Regions from separate parts of the Ovis aries genome. Here region 1 is linked to region 2. Evidence: chromatin contacts called from public Hi-C data. All regions are on one chromosome and are shown on one strand. The core of a region is the stretch at or near the end of the contact, and the rest is flanking DNA. Distances in the headings are between cores, read along the strand shown.

Region 1 (4,954 bases), core at 2,344-4,843, 260 kb before region 2:
GCCAGAGGTGGGAACTGGGTTGAGATGTCTCAGCAAAAGTCTAAAATCAGAGCCCAGCCAAGGACCCATAAAGGCCAAGTACCAGCAGATAGTCTGAAGACATTTCTTAGGGCACCAAAGCTGGGGCAAGAGTCATTTATGGAGTTTGTTTGGGAAGGAAAAGGGGGGAAAAAGTAATTTTGAACAAGTGATGATAACTTTGTGAATATATAGTGAAATTTTCTCTTATGTAAGAAGAAGAGCATGAGGTATGTAGGTAAGTGATATAATTATATAGCATATTGTACACAATAAATTTTATTATGTCAATATAATATGGTGTAAAGTTTTACTGGTTCACTTCTCTTTGGATCTCCACTCACCTCCTAGAGAAGTAATGTAGACAGTCAACAAGAGAATGTCTTTGCACAGTGTTCTTAGAGCCTGTCACATAGACCCCCAGCTGCAGAGATCCCCAAGTGGAGCATGCCTCATAGAATAAAATCTGCGAACTAGGGCACTGGAAAATCTGAGATTGGGCAATCATTTGAAGGCCATGGTCCGAGATGTCACACTGTCAAAAGAAACACAAAGGATTTGTTCATTGACCTTGATTCATAACCACAGGTAGTTAGCATTTGCACCTCATCCTTTTGTGGTAGTGACACTTCTATCGTCAGGAGCTTAGGCTTTAATCCAAGCTGTCATTTAAAACAACTCAACAAACAACCCAAATGTTTGTCCGCTGGGAAATTGATAAGCAAATTGTGGAACATCCATGCAGTGAAACACCCGTCGACAATAAAAAAGAAGGAAACTACTGATTCACACATCTTAGAAATGACATCACATTTTTGCAGTGTTCTGTTTGTTCTAAATCATTATGTTAAATGAAGGAAGCAAGACAAAAAAGAACTACATACTTTATGATTACATTTATAGGAAATTTCAGAAAAGGCAGACTTACAGTGACAAAAAGTAGATGATGTTTGCCATAAGGGAAGGGGGTTGACTCCTAAGAAGCACAAAGAAATTTTCTGTTTTTTGAAATAGATGGTGGTTTGATTAAGACTGTGTACCTTTGTCAAAACTTATCAACTTGTATACTTAAAATTAGTGACTTTTTTTTTACTGTGGTAAAATATATAGCATAAGCTTGCCCTTTCACCCTTTAAGTGTACAGTTTATTGGCATTATTTATATTCACAGAGTTGCACAACCATCATCACAATATATTTCCAAAACTATTTCTTTTCTCTAAAAAGAATTAAGCAATAACTCCCCATTCATTCTTCCTCCAGGGTGACTTTTATTGTACTCAAATTATACCTCAATAAAGCTGATTTTAAAAATTCACTGCCTGCATCCAGCCCCGCTGCCTGCTCTTACTTGAGATAATTTTTGCAGCCTAATATTTTATCCCTCTTTGACCTCCATCTGTGTGCTGACCCTGTGTGCCCTGGTACTGCAGTCATCTCCCTTTCCAGAGTGTCCACAAAGCACACATGGGCATGGTTTCCCTGGATTACCTGAGGACTTTACTCTTTGGCCCTCATCCAGGAAGGCGTCTCTTCCCTCTCGCCACCAGTCCATGAATCTTTTTGCCTAGCCCAGCCTATCAGGTTCTAGCTTCGAGCAACACACACCCACACCCACACCCACACACACACACACACACACACACACCCCAGATTCTCCCTTCAACAGTGTGACACAACCTGTTTGTATGTCTTACCCACCCCTGACCCTTGACCTCCTTACCCTTAACATTTTTTCCTCCTTATCAGTTAGTTAAGTCCAACTTGGACTTCACACTTATATCTTAAATAGTATAGAGCTGATTTAAAGGCCACATGATGAAAAAGACTTTGTGTTTTCTCCCCAAAAGACAGGAATCTTTTCTATGTCATCTTTCTATGATGGCATCCCTCTAAGTCCACCCTCCCAAGGAGAGGGAGCTTACTTCCAAAGTGTCATGTTCCACTGTTGCAGCAATAGCTATTAGATACGGACTGTTGCTTCTTCCGTCTTTTAAAGGTACAGAATGAAATGTTCCTCTCTCTTTCCACTCCCCTCCCCATCTTCTCCCTCCCTCCTTTTCCCCAAGATAAGCATCAAGGTGTGTGTGTGCTTAGTCGCTCAGTCATGTAGAGCCCACTTCTTATTCGTGAAGCCCAAGAGGACATAATTTGATAACAGGAGATTAAAGAAAGAGATGAACACACTCAATGCAAAGAAGTGAAGCTGGATCTGCAGCATATTCTGCCTGGGCCACCTCAAAGGAGGCTGGGCTTGGCTGCCCACCCCAGATTCCTATGTGTGGTTGGGGTGTTGAACTCCCCACCCCCACAGCTCTTCAGAGCTGGCACAGGTGATAGAGTGCTCCTTCAGTGTATGCTGCTAGGGCCCCACTTTCCCTTCAGTATGCTGAGGACAATTCGCTGGTGGAAGGAGGGAAAGAATTCTGGGGGAAGATTGACACTGTGGATAGCTGAGCAGGTTTTTCTTTGAGAAGAGAGGCAAGGAATACATGGAGAAAAGGTTAGAAGACTAGAAGAAAGATATAAAGATAAGGAGTGATATTAGAGAGCAAGCTTGTCCATGAGACACTCCATGAATAATTTAACTTCCTAAGTGCACTTCTGGAAAAACCACACTTTACCCTCAGTTTTAACCCCCTTCCCCACCATCTTGTATTATAATGTCCTTCATCTTAATGGAAATCCATCCTCCACTTCTCTCCTGCCCCCAAAGCACAGTCTTATCATCTGTACTGAACTATGAGATTCCCTGATAGAGTAATCAGTAATCAGCAAAGCTGGGAGGAGAGGAAAGCACATGGCATTGGAGTACAGCTCCTGACAGGCTGCTCAGGTGGAGCACAGGATAAAACCTTTTCAAATGCTTCTGAAAGAAAGCGTGCATTTTTAAGGAGGGGAAGATGATATTTGGGCCACAGATGGATCAGGTTGTAGACATTTTATTCCACCCCAAAGATAGGAAGCAAGTTGCAACGGATTTGTTAAGGTTAAGCACACATTTTTTAGAGTGGAGCTTTGAGTGAGGATATACTTTACCCAAAAACTATATTAAAGAAAACTAAGAAGCAACAGGGCTTCCCAGGTGGCACAGTGGTAACAAATCTGCCTGCCAACGCAGGAGACGCAACAGATGCTGGTTCAATCCCTGAGTCCGAAGATCCCCTGGAGCAGGAAATGGCAACCCACTCCAACATTCTTGCCTGGAAAATTCCATGGACAGAGGAGCCTGGCAAGCTGCAGTCCATGAGGTCGCAAAGAGTCAGACATGAGTGAGAGACTCAGCATGCATGCACAAGAAACAACAAGCTGGGACAGCTATACCAAGTGATAAGCAAAGGGTTATGACCTCAACATAGGGAAATAACCTACATTCAGTGAGAAAAGACAACATAATAGAGAACTGAAAACGATGGCACATGCAAATTAGGATAAAGGGAAGAGGGTTCATTTCCAAAGGACTGTCTGTACAGTTATGAGTGAAAGGAAAAACGAGTGCAGTCACTTGGAGCTATCTGAAGTCAACCAGATACCTCTTTTCTGTGTGAAAGGTCAAAGAGGGAAAGGTCACAGGAGCCCAGAGTGAGAGAGGGTCAGGTTAGAAGAGCAACGAACTTTGTTTTGAAGACACAACCAGTCAGATGCAACCTCCCAGGAGGGAGACAAGGGAGTAAATACTTTGAGTTTAGGCTCTTTCCACCTCCACTCTCCTGCCTGCCTCTCCACTGGCTAAATCCAGCAGGGAGCTGGAGGGCACTGGGCCATGAAACCCAGGGAGGTCAAATTTCTAGGGTGATAGCAGAGTGGAGAAAGGGGAAGAGTGACGAACAGAAGACATCCAGCACAGAAGGAAAGGATGTGAAGATGCAATTCGGAGAGAAAGAAATATTATGGACCTATTTGGCCACATGAGGTAGACTCAATCTCACCAGTCATTAACAGCTCAGATTCTTAAGTCAGACTTACTGAGACTACCCCATCTGCTACTATATTATGGAATCTTGATCAGGTCTTGTTTTTATAATTGGGGTACAAAATGGAATGATAATAGCACCCACCTGCATGCATGCCAAGTCACTCCAGTCCTGTCCAGCTCTGTGCGACCCTATGGACCATAGCCTGCCAGGCTCCTCTGTCCATGTGATTCTTCAGGCAAAAATACTGGAGTGGGTTGCCATGCCCTCCTCCAGGGGATCTTCACGACCCAGGGATTGAACCCCCATCTCTTCTGTCTCCTGCACTGACTGGTGGTGAGTTCTTTCCCACGAGTGCCATATGGGAAGCCCAGTAGTACCTATATCACAGAGTTAAAGCAGAGATCAAATGGAAAAAGATATATAAAGCCTTGAGCTGAAGGTCAGCATGAGAGAAGCAATCAATACATGATACCTGGTTTTTTCCCTTTCAAATTGGCAAATGATAAAGATCTGTAGACTTGGTATCAGCAAGGTTATGGGGCAAAAGGCAATGTCAAAGACATTTTATTGGGAGTATGAACTGGCGTACAACCTTTTTTGGGGGAACAATTATACAGTTTTGTAATTCAAAATCAGTTCAGTTCAGTCGCTCAGTTGTGTCCAACTCTGCGACCCCGTGAACCACAGCACGCCAGGCCTTCCTGTCCATCACCAACTCCCGGAGTCCACCCAAATCCATGTCCATCGTGTTGGCGATGCCATCCAACCATCTCATCCTCTGTCGTCCCCTTCTCCTCCTGCCCTCAATCTTTCCCAGCATCACGGTTTTTTCAAATGAGTCAGCTCTCCGCATCAGGTGGCCAAAGTACTGGAGTTTCAGCTTCAACATCAGCCCCTACAATGAACACCCAGGATTGATCTCCTTTAGGATGGACTGGTTGGATCTCCTTGCAGTCCAAGGGACTCTAAAGAGTCTTCTCCAACACCACAGTTCAAAAGCATCAATTCTTCTTCACTCAG
Region 2 (5,049 bases), core at 230-2,729:
TTGCTGGAGTGTGAGACTTCATGCTCCAACGTGACCTTTTTATTTGTTTCATTATTGTATTTATTTTAGAAACAGACATTTTTAAACAGCTGTGCATTTCCTCTTCCTTTGTTTTCCAGTCATGGTGCATTTCCGCACTTCTTACAGTTGAACATTTCAGAGGTCTGTTCATGGTGCCCAGTGTGTTAGATAAAATTTATTGCAGCGCCTTTGGCCTGTACTTCACCATCCCAACCAACACAAACAGCCCAAAGCTATTTTATCCAGTGGCTTTTTCCATGTGGGGAGAAACAAATCTTGAGTGTTAAGGTTTAGATCTGCCAGGAAATTCATTCTGGGATGTTTGCCCACATCCACTGGCATTTTTCAAAAGGAACCCCAGGTATCTACATTAACACCAGCAGGACCACTTGAGGCATTCATCAGCCACTTTGTTCTCGGCCTGAGTGTGGAAGTTAAAGATGTAAGAGACAAGGCTGTAGAGCCAGCATCTCTAAGGGTGCAGTGCTTTTCTTATCCCTGAAGATTTATCCCTCACACGTCCTGAACATGTTAGTCAAAAAAGGTCAGCACAGAGTACCAGTCCCCTTTGATTATCAAGTTCAAGCCAAGAGAATGATTCTTTCTTTCTTTGCCTCTACTGGATATAGTTTTCCACTTGAGAGATAATTTAATTTATTTATTACTTAATGTGTTTGAATTAGCATTGGAGGGGTCACGGTAGAAGAAGGAAGCCGGCTGCTACTGCAGCTTCTTTTCCCAAGGTGGTGTTTGACTTAGCTGTATAAACAAATGACTGCATTCTCCAGAGGTCCTGAACACAGCTGTCTGCCCTGGAGAGGGCCACACCTCTTCCGGCAGGGTGAACTCTGCTTCCTGCTGAGAATCAGCAAAACAACCAACAAGGAATGGTAGGGATTGTGTAGACTTCAAATGGCAATGACCCTGCCACCCAGATTTTGGCCACAGCAGTTGGAAACTGAATGAGACAAGGAAACCTCTTCTCTTGCTTTACTGCCCTTGGCTATCACAGGGCATTCTAAAAATTCTCTTTGAGATTCTCAACTCTGGTTGTAAAATTTGTCTAGACTATAGCCATGAGACCCTGGAGATACTGTCTTTTTAATTAGTGAAGATGCCCTTTGAATTTTTTCCTAGTCATGATGCTATCTTTCTGCTGAGCCTCTCTCACTAGCCAGTTCTTATCTACCTACAATATTCTTCCCAACATCCATGATCACACTGTTTCTCTCTGTTTAGAACCAAAGAGCTTTTATAAACAGACTCTGTGGCTTCAGTCTCATTGGAATCTATTATGTTTTAACTTACAAGCCAACCAGACCAGACCAGATGTGTCAAAATTTATGACCGTGGTTAAGGGTGTAGTCATTCACCATTGCTTCCCAAACACACTCATGCACCTACTCACATGAGTATACATGTTCATTAGTCAAGATCTTAACTTCAGGAACCCAGAGTAAGTACCAGTAGGGAATGAGGTCACTTGCTGTGAGGCAGGTGGCCTCCCCATGAGAATGCAAGGATACATTATGAATCATACCTCGGGGTATGACCTAGGGACCTCTGACTCATGTCCAAACCAGCTTCCACAGCTGCTCTGCCTTGACCTCTGGATTAGTTTCATAAGACCTTCCTCTGGATAGAGTTGTCTGACTTTCAACTAATGGCCAATGAGCAAGCTAGTGAACACCAGTGGCTTAGGATCCATCCCACCGCCACCCCTATTGCCCAGGTGGAAGCTTTGGCTTCTGTCCATAGCATACTTCTAACCAGATGGGGTGCTGCAGATAAGTATGGGATGGATTGTGTTCCCAGCCATATTGTTTTTTTAAAATAACTGTCTTCTTTCCAGGACAAACAGCTATTATAAATGGCTGGGCTTAAATGCCACTAGACTCTTTTAACTTTGAAGATATTTTGCCAAAACAGTGATTAAAATTGTATTGATCAAGTCCTCATTATTTGTGAAATAGTTTAGTATTCCCTGGTGGCTCAGACAGTAAAGAATCTGCCTATAATGCAGGAGACCTGGATTCGATTCCTGGGTCAGAAAGATCCCCTGGAGAATGGAATGGCAACCAACTCCAATATTCTTGCCTGGAGAATCCCATGGACAGAGTAGCCTGGTGGGCTACAGCCATGGGGTCACACAGAGTCGGGCACGATTGAACAACTAACAGTCACTCACTCTTAGGATCCTACATAGTTAAAACACAGGTTCTTTCCGGAGGAAGTTTACTTGTTTGCCTCATAAGAGAGCTTGGAGTGATCATCATAAAGTGGTTGGGAGGATTTGAGGGGTTAATACAAGCAAAGCCCTTGGACCAGTTTTGGGTACATAGTAAGCCTTCATTAAGCATCAACTGTTATTCTTACCAGAAGGCAGTGGTTGGCCCTTCCCAAACACACTCATGTGATCCTTAGAACATACCTATAAGGTAGGCACATCTCCATTTTGCAAATAGAGAAAGAGAGGCCACATGGTTAGCAAATAGCAAAGTAGGGATGGCATTCAAACACTACCCTGTACCATCTTTCTAGAGATGATAATTTAAGTTTGAAAATGGGTCAAATGTTTCAGAGTAAAAATGAGTGAGAACCATTTAGGTTTTGTTTTTCCAGAGAGTATCAGAGTACCAATCTAGAGAGACACAGCAGGAAACATGACTGCGAATCAGCTGCCTGATAAAACAGCCAGAATGGAGCCCAGGTCATGGCAGGACTGAACAATTTCACTGAAAAACCAGCACTACTCTACTCTACTATAGATTTCCCTTTAAGACATGAAAGGAGAATTCAAAGAGCATGGGTTAGATTGCTCAGAAAGTCATGTTATTAAAATGTTTTTGTTTTTATTGTTTTTTTTTTTTTTGCTTTAATGAGAGTTATACTCTTGTTAACATTATACCAAAAATTCACCTTTCACTAATTTCTCCCAGTTTATCATCTGATTTCAGGTGCATAGGATTATGTTCAAAACTCACAGTAGTAAGGTTATATTTCTTGCAGCATTTGGGACTTCTAAATTTAACTCAATTCAGTATACACTTATTAAGCCCCTTTCATGAGGAAATACTGTTACAGAGACTTAGTAAACAAGACATGGCCCCTGACCTCCGGAAATTTACTATCTTTAGAGCTGTGCTAACAATACAGTAACCAGCAGTCACATGTGACTATTTAAATTTAAATAAAGTGAAAAGGCCAGTGCCTCAGATGCATTAGCTTCATTTCAAGTGCAAAATAGCAATGTGTGCTTCCTGGCTACCATGTTGGACAGGGCAGAAGTAGAACGTTTCCATTGTGGTGGAAAGTGCTGCTGGACAGTGCTGCTCTATTGACCAGAAGCAAGAGATCTTGCTCAGGAATTCTGTTCTCCCACTTTGCGGCTGCTCTTAGAGGAATGTGAAGGACCAGCACCACCCTTCAGGCTTAACAGTTGAAGACATGGATCCATATTCTGCTTCTGACCCATATTGACCTTAGACAAGGACCTTTGCCCATCGGATACCAGTTGCCTCATCAGTAAAGCAAAGACATCAGACCATAAGACCTCTATGACTCCTCTGTCCAAGTGCCTTGTGATGCTATGAGGGAATTGATAGACTATTCTCTGTGTGTGTGTCACAGCTACAAGACACTGCAAAGAATTCCCATCTCCCCAATAATATTCTTTTTTATTTTGGAAGTTTAATTTCAAGTTCAATCTATTTGTCAATACTAAAACTCTATATGTGCAGTCCTAAACTTGACAAACTGATTTTTTTTTAAAGGGAGATATTATTATTTTAAAATAGATAAGTAATAGCTATGCTCTATTTTCTTTTTATCTTTTTATTTTGTATTGGGTTATCCCTGTAGCTCAGATGGTAAAGAATCTGCCTGCAATGCAGGAGACCTGGGTTCAATCCCTGGGTCAGGAAGATCCTCTGGAGAAGGGGATGGCAACCCACTCCACTATTCTTGCCTGGAGAATCCCATGGACAGAAGAATCTGGTGGATTACAGTCCATAGGTTCACAAAGAGTCAGACATGACTGAGCGACTAACACACACATAGGTGATTAACAATGTTGTGACAGTTTCAGGTGAACAGCAAAGGGACTCAGCCATACATATATGTGTATCCATTCTCCTCCTAACCCTCCCCCATCCAAGCATGCTCTCTTACTTTATGAGACAATCGTAGCGCATGGAAGCCTGTAGATTGGGCTGTACCAGTGGCTCCTGGTGTGGGAAGAAGTCTGGACCTAGAGTTGAAAAATGGGAATCCAGACTCTGCCACCATCTAGCTATGTGACCTCTATCAGGTCTCCTCCTCAATAAAACTAGGGTTCCAGGCCACTCACGAGGCTCTGTGGGAGAGTTAATGTGCTCCTTTAAGCCTGTGTTACATCAACAGCCTTCTAACCAGGCTTCCAGCTTCCCCTTCCCACCACCAGTGTACTTTGAGAAACATGATCTAATCTCATATGTCAGACCTCTGCTTAGAGCCCCACAGTGGTTTCTTGTGGCTTTTTAGAATTTTGCCAGGAAAACTCCTGACTTTAGCATGGAAAGCCCTGCATCCCATGAAACCTCTCAGTTGGCCAATCACCCTGCAAACCCAGCAGAGCAACTGACCTGGTTGCCACCTGCCTTTTTAGTACACACCTCTCACCATTCACCTCTGCTCACCTACATTCTTCTCTATAACCTAGGACAACCTGGGTGTGGGCGTTTGACAAAATACTGATGCTTTGGTCCTGCCTCTTGAGAATCTGACTTCATTGTTTGGAGTGGAACTTGAGTATAGTTGTCTTTTAAAATCTCCATAGTGGTTTGAAAGCACCAGAGGAAGGGATCTCTATTCTGTTCTCAGAGGTCTGCAGAAATCCGGTGAGCGATTCTCCATGCCTGAGCTGACCTTTCCCTTGCTTTCTTCCCTTGGCTAATTCCTGCTTATTCTCGTCCTACTCGAGTCTCTTCCTCCAGGCAGCCCTCCAGGACCCCCTCCAGGTAGATAGCCTCATTCCACCACTGGGCTGCT

The links. Hi-C and Micro-C count contacts between places; a contact is called where the count stands out from the background.
Region 1: a Hi-C map of mixed tissues shows a contact between it and region 2, with 3 times the contacts expected there. The contact joins two enhancer-like sites. A contact is called at or near these places in 11 of 16 Hi-C or Micro-C datasets (blood, liver, mixed tissues and 4 more).

What each region holds. Positions count from the first base shown.
Region 1 is chr1:71,472,005-71,476,958 of ARS-UI_Ramb_v3.0, reverse strand. No RefSeq gene overlaps it. Among named protein-coding and RNA genes, the nearest start is that of ABCD3, 65 kb to the left of the region's middle. Within about 2 kb of position 3,593, at least 6 of the 54 cell types and tissues checked have an H3K27ac peak or open chromatin away from gene starts, as enhancers often do.
Region 2 is chr1:71,205,046-71,210,094 of ARS-UI_Ramb_v3.0, reverse strand. The region is part of intron 11 of ABCA4 (ATP binding cassette subfamily A member 4); the gene reads left to right. Among named protein-coding and RNA genes, the nearest start is that of ABCA4, 56 kb to the left of the region's middle. Within about 2 kb of position 1,479, at least 16 of the 54 cell types and tissues checked have an H3K27ac peak or open chromatin away from gene starts, as enhancers often do.